2 separate regions of the Zea mays genome follow, and region 2 is linked to region 1. Evidence: chromatin contacts called from public Hi-C data. All regions are on one chromosome and are shown on one strand. The core of a region is the stretch at or near the end of the contact, and the rest is flanking DNA. Distances in the headings are between cores, read along the strand shown. Region 1 holds the start of LOC103652462 (protein MON2 homolog). Region 2 holds the start of LOC100381842 (Polyketide cyclase / dehydrase and lipid transport protein).

Region 1 (6,091 bases), core at 2,461-4,960:
CCCCTCGAAGTCTTGGGCTGATTTACCTCTCCAGAGTTCAAGCATTCTGAAATCTATCCTCTCTACAGCTATGATTACAGAAGTGGGTGATGGTCGTAACACCTTGTTTTGGAGGGACAGATGGTTGATGTGACAGAGGATTGAGGATCTAACCCCTCATATTTTCGCCCTCGTCCCGACTAGGATTGCCAATAGGAGAACGGTGGCAGAAGGTATTGTGGAGATGGCTTGGATCCGGGACCTGAGAGGCACCATCACTTGGGCTGTCCTCTCTGATTTTTTGACTCTTAGTGAAGTCATTGCAGATTTCTCCCTTAGTGATGGAGTGCCAGACAAGCATATCTGGAGATTTTCCCCGACTGGCCAATACTCTTCAAAGTCGGCTTATGATATGCTATTCCTAGGATCCACTTCTTTTGGAGCCTTTGAGCGTGTTTGGGAGTCTTGGGCACCTTCAAAGTGCAGTTTCTTCCTTTGGCTTGTCATGCACAATAGATGCTGGATTGCAGATCGTCTTGCTAAAAGAGGACTACCCCACCCCAGTGTGTGTCCCCTTTGCGACCAAGAAGAGGAAACAATACAACATCTTCTCATCTCTTGCGTCTTTGCAAGACAGTTCTGGTACCTCTTGCTGCGCAGGTCTGGGTTGCCTAATCTTTCACCAGACAATGCTCTTTGCAGCCTTGATGACTGGTGGAGCAGGGATGTGGAGAAGATTCCCCGAGATCTCCAATCAGGCTTCAATTATCTAGTTATTCTTGGCGCTTGGAGCCTTTGGCGTCACCGCAACGACTGTGTGCTCAATGGGGGGTCGCCGAGCCTAGCGAGTGCTCTCACCCTCGCTGGTGATGAGCTTAGGATGTGGTGTCGTGCCGGGGTTAAAGGGTTGAACTTGCTTTCAACTCGTGTTTATGCTTGACCCAGGGTGATAGCCTTGTGTCTTGTTCAGAGTGGTTGTATGTGGTGGCTGTGCTGTGTCTTGTTGTGTCGTGTGTGTGTGTTGTGTTGTGCTGTACCTTCTTCTATCTATTAATGGAAAGATACGCAGATCTCCTGCGTGTTCGAGAAAAAAGCATTTTTGAGATTCATTTGAGAGAGAGTCCAAAAAGAACATTCGTCATATGTGCAACAGATGTAAAGGTTTCATCATAACCGAACCCCTGAGTCTGTTGAAAACCTCGGGCCACAAGATGACCTTTATATCGCTCAATTGAATCATCAGATTTGGTCTTAATCTTGAAGACCCATTTGCATGTTATAGGTGCTGCATGCGAAGGTAAAGGAACAAGATCCCAAGTGCCCGTACAATCAAGAGCATCCAACTTCTCTTTCATAGCAAGGTATCATTCGGGAATGACAGAAGCTTCCTTATAAGTGGATGGTTCAGCAACGACTGCCCTAACAAGTGGAAAGCCATAGCAGGCCGGAGGTTCAATTGTATTACGACCACAGAGATGATATCCTTGATCAATTGGTAACTCAGCATCGATCTGGAACTCAACAGAAACAGCAGGAGAGCCATCATTGTTAGTACACACATCTATAACAGGTTATGTATCAAGACCAACCATGGGACTGGAGCGAGGACGACAAACGTATGTTTTGGTGACAGGTGGTTTAGAAGAAAAAGGTGAAGGTGTTAAAGGAACGAGATTTGTGACGGGAATAAGAACATTAGGTGGGGATGTGGTAGATGATGGAGTATTGGAGGTTTGAGACCCAGATGAAGGAGCATGGATGGGAGGAAGGCACATGAAGGAGGTGGACTTTGTAGAAAAGGAAGATGAATGGAGTCATAAAAGAAAGATCGGTTTTCATTAAAGCTCGTCCCATGAAATGCGAATGCGACGGGCCGAAGGATCGTAACATCGATAGCCTTTATGCTCTGGATTATATCCAAAGAAAACACACTCAATAGATTGAGCAGTCGATTTAGTCCGTTCAGAGGGGGGCTAACAAGATGTATCATGTACATCCAAATAGGGTTGGAAACGAGCCGAGCTCGGCTCGCCTACACAATGTGCTGAAGGAGGCTCGACTCGGCTCGTAGTCGGCTCGCGAGCTGCATCTTTCTAAATAATATTGCATTATATAGTGACTTAATAATATATAGATGTGAAATATATAATCATCATTCAACATTATAAGTAATCTAAATTATAAATTGTCATATATCCATCATCAAAGGCCAAGGTACGAGTCAGATATCTATAAATTTATCTAATATCCATCATTATTGTATAGGTTGATTAATTTGGAACAACTCTTGGGCCGGCTCGGCTCTGATCGCTACACCAACAAGCTCGGAAACCTAGCTTGGCTCGGCTCGCGAGCCGCTCGAACTCGAGCTAGCTCTCGAGCCTCGATCTTTTTTTCCAGACCTACATTCGAAAGACAGTCATAGTGTGGAGTTCTAGAAAGAACTTCACCGAGAGTTTTGCTAGAGAGTTTTGATGATGGTTGTCTATTGATGAGGTAGACAACGGTAGATTCTGTTTCACACCAAAAAAATGCAAGGGGACAAACGAAGATATCAAAAGAGTGCGAGCAGTTTCTATGATACGAACATTTGGGGTAGGAGATTCTGGATTGAACAGAGAATTTTATAGACTATATAAATCTATTCAGGTCCTGAAACCTTTTGGTTGGGATCCTATTTTTTACAATGAATCTAGCTTAGAAAGCTGAACCAAACACACCCAAGGCTATCTCCAACAGCTTTTCCTATCCTATCTCATATTTCAAACTACAGTTTATAAACCGTGTGTTTTACAGTACTAAACGATGTCTTGCACGATCATATACATGTCTGCTGCAAACAACTTAAGTAACTAACTATGACATAAAGACTACTAATTTTAGCTAGAAATTATATTGCAAACAACAACAAAAATGTCTTGCCATTGAGATGGGGAGGCGAATGTAAAGTTAGGAGAATAGAGACACATATAGAGGAAGAGGGGGAGGACGAGGACGAGGGGTGAAGGTGGGCACGACTACCAACGACGGGTAGCGGAACGCTAAGGCGTGTTGACGTGGGCTTTGAATAGGCTGAGTTGATGGAGGCCTGCGTGTGGCTCCTTGCCCCTGTCGCACTAGATGAAATTGCACGACAAGTGCCGCACCTGAGTCGGTAGCGCGACAAAGGAATCATGTTAGGTGCTGTTTAGTTCACATATTTGTAACATAAACGATAACCGATAACGTTAAACTATGTTTGTTTAAGTCTAACTGTAATTAGATATCACACTAAAAACTGATACCGTTATATTTAAACTTGTTACCACTGATAATTAAGTGTGAATCATTACCGCTGCCATTTACGTTACATTTCGTGAACTAAACGACACCTTATTGATATTTTGTGAACCAAATGATACCTAATTGGTCAACTCGTGATCGAATTGAATTAGACCATATTTAGAAGCAACCCAGTTTTAAGAAAACCCGTTTTTTATCTTTTAGCCAGGAGATGTCAACTTCTTGATTTTTATGAAACTAAGAATCTAATTTTTATAAACTAAATCATAAACTGGTATGTTCGGAACCACATTAATTTTTATAAATCAGTTTCTTAAAAACGCATGACCTTAACTAAGTAGATTAGTTTTGATTTTCTCTGTCTCATGTTATTTTAAAAAATAGTTTTAAAAAGTTAAAATTTTAAAAAATCAATAGATAAAGGACAAAAAAGAAAAACATCATAACAAGAGAGCTATTTTATTATACCAAGATGCTCAGCTAACCGCGAGATCCAGAACGAACGGCGGGGCGACCTTCTTCCTGCGAAGGCAACTAAACATCGTCTGTCCCTCCTGCCTGGTCGGCTGGTCCCCGTCTCTTCTCAGATCTCACTTGTCCCGTGCCGCGCGCCCTCCCGCTTCCGATCCCCGCGTGAGCGCAGGCCAAAAACCTAACCCCTGGTCTCACCATCGCTTCCTCCGCCTGAGGAGGAGCAGGCCGGCGGAGGAGGAGATGGTCTTCATGGCGGCGCTGGAGGCCGATCTGCGCGCTCTCTCCGCTGAGGCACGCCGCCGCCACCCCGCTGTCAAAGACGCCGCCGAGCACGCTATACTCAAGGTACGCCTCTCCTTACCAAAGCAGTGCGCAGTACGCACACTTCAGCAGTGATCATGATACCGACACCCATTTCGCGTTCCTTCAGCGCCCTCGCCAGTTCCGGATCCATTTAGCGGCGGGGTAGCACACCAACGTTTAGGCCGGTAATTGAAATTTGGAAGTGTTGACAATATTCTAGTCTTTTATGCGATTGTGCGATGTCACTATATCAGAGTGTTAGAATTAGTGATATAGACAGCTGGAACCTCTGCAATTTGTGCATTGTGGTTAAGTTATATTAATGGTTAGACAAGTCTATCCTCTACGTGGTGTAGAACGATGAATGACTTTGACATTTGAGGGGAAGTCGGGCAGTGGCGGATCTAGGATTTTATCTAAGGGTATGCCGTTCAAAATTTTCATACATAAACTCGGTAAATTTATTTTTTAATTATATAATAATTATAGAAGCATCGTGATTCATTATTGATGCACTAAGTAACGCAATAACATCTAAATTCAAGGATTAAGTTAAATCATCCATTAAATACAATATAAATGGTTTAAAATTCATATTGATAGTTCAAATACAACCATAAAGGAGCATTAGAGATTTACACATTATTTGTTGACTGCCTTTCAAAGGAACATAAATGTTATAGATCTCATGAGTGTCACGTGGATCTCACGAGTGTTTATGTCCAGTGACATGTCAACATGTATTGATAACACACCAAGCTACGCCCTGCACACAATCCTTGAGGCCTCTACCGTCAGCTGCCCGGCCACAAGGTTGCCGTGGCCACACCAACTTGGGAGGGGCAGGCCGGGCAGGCAGCAGACCGCAGGTAGCAGACCACAGGCAGCAGGCCGGACGCAGGCTCAGCGGCAAGCCACAGGTAGCAGACGCCCGCAGCCATACCAGAGGGACCGAGGGAGAACATCCGCTCACAGGGTATGCCGTGGCATATACGGCATACCATGTAGCTCCGCCACTGAGTCGGGGGTTATATTGCTTTTGCTCAGATGCTTGGAACCGATTTTGTGAATTTGGTTGTACCGATTTTGTGAGTTTTGGACTGGAGATCTCAAGTCCATATCAAAAGCACATTGTTTTCATGGTTTTTTTGGAGAAGCGTAAGCACCATATGCCCAAAGAAACACAAACCATGTGGAGCTGAAGGAACTTCACTGGTTTCTTCAAGTTGAAGGGTCTATTAACTGCTCCTTCCGTTCCACTGTAAGTCATTTTGGCTTTTCTATGTACATAGCTTTTGCTATGCACCTAGATACTATGTGTCTATCTAAAAAAAAGCCAAAATGACTTATGATTTGGAATGAAGGTAGTAGTAGGCTAGTAGTCATGTGTTCGATGGCTCATGTGAAGTTGTAAGCTTAGCTTGGAAAATGGAAACTATATCCAATGTTGGATTGCTGTTATCATTTCCAGTGGTCTTCAGAACTTCTATGTGTATAAGGTTGGGTGTTTCCCCGCTTTTATGTGTGTCGGCATGTGTCTAAAGAGTGTGACCAACTGACCATAACTTCATTTCCAATGCATCCAAGGTTCTAATAGGTGCTAGGTGCTACGCTACCTAGTGCCCAGGAGGACAGCTTAGCCTGTGCACATTTTTTGGAAGCAAGATCAGGAGGCTCATATATTGATACATATGTTGCAATAGGAGCTGATTACATACATATTCACAAGGCAGAGTAATATAAAGCTTAAAGCCTTAAAGCATCACAGATTCACAAGGCGTGAGGCATGATGCACTCAATCTGACAAACAGTAAACAGAGACGAAAATCACAACACAACTACTGAATTTTCATGATAATCAATTCGTCGACAGTCCTCTTTTTCCTGCACTCCTGCCCGCCAGTTCTCATGGCTCTTGATTTTCCTACTCCTGTGTTTTATTAGCTGCCCATGGCCTAGGTGATTAAGCGTAGACGAAATTACACCTTTTGGAACACTAATATCATCACACTCTTTGCCGAAGAGTTTGAACCTATAGAAACTCATGCACTGT
Region 2 (6,091 bases), core at 901-3,400, 240 kb before region 1:
TAGAAACACAAATGAGCCGAGCCGAACGAGCGCAACGGAAGTTATTTGACTTTGTAACGTCCTCGTCGCGGCTTCACCACTTTATTACTCCGCAGCTGAGCTTCGCTAGTTTGGTATTATGAAGCACACACCCACACCAGTTTGAGACTGTTAATCTCCCGCACTCTGTAAGCGTCTGTTTTCTTGCGCTTGATGAAGGGAGCACACACCTGTGTACTAATCTACCCCTAACCGCGAGAGCAGACGGGAGTAACTCAACAGAAGGTGCCCGCGCCGCCGTCTGCATTCCGCGCGGCCATCTGCCACATGGTGCCCGCGCCCCGTCTGAACAAGGATCTGGTGCCCGCGGCCCCGTCTGAACTAGGATCTGGTACCCGCGCCGCCGTCTGCATCCCGCGCAGCCGTCTTGCTTCCGCGCCGCCGTCTGCATCCCGCACAACCGTCTTGCTTCTGTTTCCCTTCACCTGGCTGCATGAAGGTACAAAGCTTCGTCTCAAGTCATCCTTCATGGACGCACGATCTCGGCACGCCGCTGCTGCTGCACACTAACCGCTGCGAGAAGGACCCGTCGGCGCCGCCCAAGCCGACGCACCCGGACCCGCCGCCCGAGAAGGACGACTTGAGGCGGAGCTGCTCGAAGTAGAGCACGCGCACCACCATCTGGATCGGCAGCCGGTCGTTCTGCGCCGCGTGGCTCGACGCGTCCTGCGACAGCTTCTGGCAAGTCGATCAGCTTGCACAGCCGCTTGCACTCCGACTCCATCAGAGATGGATGTGCCTGTTTTTTGTTTGGTTTTTTTTCCCGCAGCAAAACATTTGGTCAGCCAACGAGTTCTCTTTTCTCTAGACACAAAACCGATCAAGAAATGACAAAGCAAACAGCTTGTGCAAAGGATGCGCTTGACCTGATTACAAAGGGCTTTAGGCTACCGTCAGAAATGGAATTCATTGACACTAAATCAAATATGTTCTTATTCTATTTGATCAGCTAAACTTATTCTGTTTGATCCTACAAATGTCATGTTTTTTTTGTCAATTTTTATACAATTTAACTCCATGCATATACATTGATCTGGAAAAGTTTGACCAGACACAGATCAATGGTCGATCCGGAGTAAGGAGAAGTCCTCCACCCACCAGTCTTCCCGGCAGCGTGCGGCGGCGTAGTCGCACGTCTCCAGGTGCGCCAGGCCGGAGACCAGCTGCTCCTTGCCCGCGCTGGCGGCGACGGCGTCGACGCAGCGGGCCACCAGCCCGACCTGCTCCGCCACGGGGCCGTCGCACCTGCACAGCACCTCCAGCGCCCCGTCCAGGCTCCACAGCGCCACCTCGGCCAGGTACGCCTCCGCCCGGGCCACGAGGTTGTCCGCCTGGTGGTCCTCCGTCATCTCCAGGTACTCCGTCACGCACCGCAGCTGCGTCACGTTCGCCGCGGTTATCTCGAGGGACAAAATTGACTTTTACCGTAGCTCAGAAAAGGTTAAAGAGGCCGGTAGATTAACAGTCCCAAACTAAGGTCCTGTTTGTTTACCCCCTAGATTATATAATCTGGATTAAATAATCCTAAGAGGCAAACAAACAGTCCAGTTTATTTGCCCAGATTATATAATCTAACCCCTTGGATTATGATAATCCATAAGCAAGTGAGGAGGTGCTTATTTCAGATTATTTTTTTCCCACTTCCCCACTACCCTTTCAAGTTTCCTAGAAATTACCCACCATTGCCATTATAATCCACCGAATCGTTTTTGCGCCTAGTACTAGTCAATTTGGAGATGAAGAAGGTGACATGAATGTCTTCCGTGATAATATTGCTAATGCAATATTTGCCAATGTCAATTGAATTATTTTTTTTCATATATGAGTTTCAACCTAGTACAAATATAGAGGGCATTCTTGTCTTCCTCATACAAAAGAATCCTATTAACAACTCAAATAATCTGGGTAAACAAACAGGACTACTCAGATTATATAAGATTATATAATCTATGGGGGTAAACAAACATGTCCTAACACGGGTGTGTGATCTATAATAACAAACTGGCGAAGCTTAGCTAAGTAATAAAGTGGCGAAGTCGCGCGACCAGAATGTTACGAAGTCAAATAACTCGCGCAACGGAGCCTGTCCAGAAGCGATGTCGTCCTTCGCCGTGGATGCGCTTCCACGCCACGCGTCCTCAATCAGGATTCGGGACAGGTGCCGCAGCGCATGCGCAGCCCCTGTGCGGCACGCCGGCACTGCCGTGCAGATTTTTTTTCTTCCAAACTCGGCTTCCCCCACCGCAAACCAAGAGCTCCAATTCCTCGTGCCTCTGCCAATCCCTCCGGCCCTCCTTCCAGGCTTCAGGACCTTCTCCTGCGACGCCAGCACCGCCCCGAGCCGCGGCCCGAATCTAGGGTTCCCCTCTCCCGCCGTCGACAGCCGGATCGCACATAGTGCACCTCCACGATGCTGCCGTGCGCGAGGTCGGTGCTTCGAAGGAGGGGGCTGGCATCTTCCGTCCCGCGGAGGTGCGGCGGGGAGGGCGAGTGCTCCACTTGCGCGGGGGAGCTGGTCGCCAATGCCAGGTGTTCGAGCACGCTGGCTGCGCTCGGCGGCGGCGGGCGCGTGCTCGAGCATGGCGGCCGGTGGGCATATCCGCAGACCGGCGTGATTGGCGCGGGGCGGATGACGCGCACGCAGACGAGGTGTTTCTTCGGGTGCGGCGACGGGGAGGAGGGGGGCGTGCTCTCCAAGGTCTATGAGGAGAGGCGCGTGATTGGGTATGCGGTCAATCGAGAGTTGCCTTATGGTAGTTCTGGAGATTGATTTATAATAACGTGGAAATCGTTGGGGATTGTGGCGTTATTGTGACTGCTTTGGTGAAATCAGGTACTCACCAGACCAGATGTTTGCTGTTGTCGCGTCAGTGGACCTCTACGAGGACTTTGTGCCATGGTGCCAGCGGTCCAGGATTATTAGGTGCCATGAAGATGGCTCATTTGATGCAGAGCTCGAGATTGGATTCAAGTTCCTTGTTGAAAGTTATGTCTCCCGTGTGGAGATGGAGAAGCCCAGGTATATCAAGGTGAGAATTGTGAAATGAACATGTAGGTTATGGCATACCTTATGAATGAAGACAATAACATCTGGTATAAGGAAATGGCCTACTTTCAAGGCTCATCACACATTCGACCCTTTTTTTAACAAATCACACAGGACTTTTGATATGTTACCTATTTGCGCCTTTATATTTCTTAGCATGCTTGTAGGAAGCCACTAGCATAATTTATCTATCTGCAAAACCTCTAGTATGATTTAATTGTGTGTTTCTAATGTTGAGTGTCAAATGGATATACTCGAAAAAGTTATTATCATGCGCTCTCACCTTTCTATAATTTGACTACTTGCGAACTGATCGGTGTACTTCTAGACTGGTTTCTTGTTTGTTTGTCATAGTTTCTTATGGAATCTTGTATGTTTCTGCAGAATACGTGCAAGTTATAAATACTTTTTGTATTGACAAGGTTCTTAAATTCAATTAACTCTAGGAACTACGATACATTTGTGCTTCCGAATACTGTCCTTTGTGGAAGTTAAAGTTTCATGCTAAAAATGTTAATAGTTATGCTTTTGGTGATATTGTTAATTCATAATTCACTATTTATTGGCACTGAAAAAGATCTGTGCTCTTGTTTAGCCAAGTGATGGTGAAATCTAGAAAAATATTACCTTACCTGAACTAGCAATAAGCACCAGTTTGATTTTTGCGATAGCTGTTAATTGTTGGGATGGGAATCTCAAGTTAGTCATTTGTTAGGTTCACTGGATTAAAAATTTGCATAGACTAATATGAGCTCATCCTCTAGATTTAGTATTCATGTTACCACAATAATGGAGACATCAGATTTTTTTTGCCTTACTTACAGGCTGCATGCCTGCATGTGCCATACTATTTGAACAGAAAGTATCTTCATATATGTGTATGTATATCATACAACTAATCATCTTCCTAGAGTGGTGCTTTCTTTTGAATAGCTTGGATGAGCTGTGGTATTTGATAATAAACTGCAATTTAGGTTGAAACTTTTTTAACCAAGATGTTCTATAGTATCAGTTACTGCATGATATTTTGATGTGTGTGCTGATTGTACCACAGAAAATGCTGTTCTAGGCCGCTAGGAATATGAATTTGTTGTACTTGTAGTGTTCTTTAGTACAACTATTTTGCAAATTATGGTCTGTGGTAATATCAGAGTGGCACTTTTTCTTGAAAGAAGCTGATGTTGTAGTTTTTTCTCTCTCTCTATTCTGCATTTACCATTTTGTTTATGCTTGAGAAAATTGCATTATGTTGTTTTATGTTTCTTACTAGCAATGACTACATGCAGACTACAGCATCTGAAAGTGGACTTTTTGATCATTTGGTAAACGTTTGGGAGTTTAAGCCTGGTCCTGTTCCAGGGACATGTGACATCTATTTCTTAGTCAATTTTAAGTTTCAATCACCACTGTATCGTCAGGTAAATCATGCTTTTAATGATACTGCACATATATTAACTTGTCATATGCCCGTTATGTCTCTTAGAGTACGGATCTTTCTCATCTCAGGTTGCATCAATGTTCTTCAAGGAAGTTGTTTCTCGACTAGTGAGCTCATTTAGTGACCGTTGTTTTAGAATATATGGCCCTGCTGTTCCAGTGCTGGAAAATAGTTATGGACAAAGAAGATGAAGCCGTTATGGTTCAATTTTGAAGGTTGTATCTTTCATGGATCTCTAGGGATTACTTGTAGTCAAGGCATAATCCTTCCTTTTGTAATCGGTGGTAGTGCCATTTAGAACACCATCGTGCAAGAGGTCGTCTATAAGGAAATCAGTCAGTATTGAGTTTTCATCATTGGCTATTTCTGAGGTTATATTTTCATCTATTTCAAAATTCGTTTCACGTGCATACAACGAAATGGTTATGTTTTCATCATTGGCAAATTGGCAATTCCTGAGGTTATATTTTTATCTATTTATAGGGTGTTTGGTTTGACGAATGAGCTAGTCTATCATTTTTCCACTCATTTTTTTTATTTGGTTTGTGTAATGGAATGAGTTGATCCATCATCACTTCATTTCTCATAGTTAGTTAGTACTGATATGAGTAATGAGTTCATCCTACCAAATTGGAGGAATGGATCTATGATGTATCACCTCATTTTGGATGATTTGATTCTTCAAACCAAACATCTCCTTAAAAAGGTGTTTGGTTTAAGTAATCACTTTATTCAAAATAAAGTGGTGCATCATGAGTCAAATCCTCAAATTTGGTGAGATGACCATATTTCTTATATTAGTACTAACTAACTATGAAAAATTAAGTAGTGATGGATCAACTCATTTCATTCCACGAATCAAACAAAAAAGTGAAAACATGTTGGGCTAACTCATTCTTTAAACCTAACACCCCATTAGTATTTCAGATTCTGATATTCTATTTGTTGAAGCATAAAATCTCTGTCCGCAAGTTTGTGTGTTACACCTCGTCATGGAAAAATGGTATCCAGAGGCCAAACTTATGCATTATGAGAATAATGTACCAGGAGCTATTATTTGCTGATTAATGTAGAGCGTTTACTGCCTGATTGTGCTGACAATGGCAACAGGCCAAGAGCCAATTTGATTTGTATTACGAGAGCCAGTTTATGACCTGATTTATAAGACTGCCAAGAGCCATCTGATGATTTGATGAACCAAGGGACTTCTAGAACCTGAAAAACAGAATAACCAAAAGAGCACTGTTGGTTTCGATTCGGGCCAAACACTAGGGATTGTATCTTCTGGTGGTGCTCTATGCGGTGGTGCCGATGGTCCGTGACCCTGCTGCAGGAGTCGGTCTCCTCTGGTTGGGTCCGAGCTTCGGGGCTGGACTGTTTGTGCGTGCAAAGGGTCTAAGAACCCTAAATCTTACCTCCCAGGAGGGACCTATTAGAGAGAAGAGTTCTATATGTGCCTCTGGACATCCCTAGACGACATAGAGTCAAGAGGGATGAAGATTGGGGGTTGGAGACGACGTAGAGTCGAGAGGGATAAAGATTGGGGGCTGGGGAAAGCTAAACTAGGT

What was found. A called contact is a pair of places that touch in the nucleus more often than the background predicts.
Region 2: a Hi-C map of ear shows a contact between it and region 1, with 4 times the contacts expected there. The contact joins the promoter of LOC100381842 here to the promoter of LOC103652462 in region 1. A contact is called at or near these places in 6 of 25 Hi-C or Micro-C datasets (ear, endosperm, leaf and 1 more).

Annotation. Positions count from the first base shown.
Region 1 is chr3:197,570,847-197,576,937 of Zm-B73-REFERENCE-NAM-5.0, reverse strand. LOC103652462 (protein MON2 homolog) reads left to right here and starts at 3,710. Exons shown (of 44, transcript XM_020550458.3): 1 at 3,710-4,080. The coding sequence starts at 3,976.
Region 2 is chr3:197,804,741-197,810,831 of Zm-B73-REFERENCE-NAM-5.0, reverse strand. It overlaps LOC100381842 (Polyketide cyclase / dehydrase and lipid transport protein), which reads left to right and starts at 2,150. Exons shown (of 4, transcript NM_001318216.1): 1 at 2,150-2,763; 2 at 2,873-3,068; 3 at 4,372-4,503; 4 at 4,592-4,959. The coding sequence starts at 2,450. The coding sequence ends at 4,714.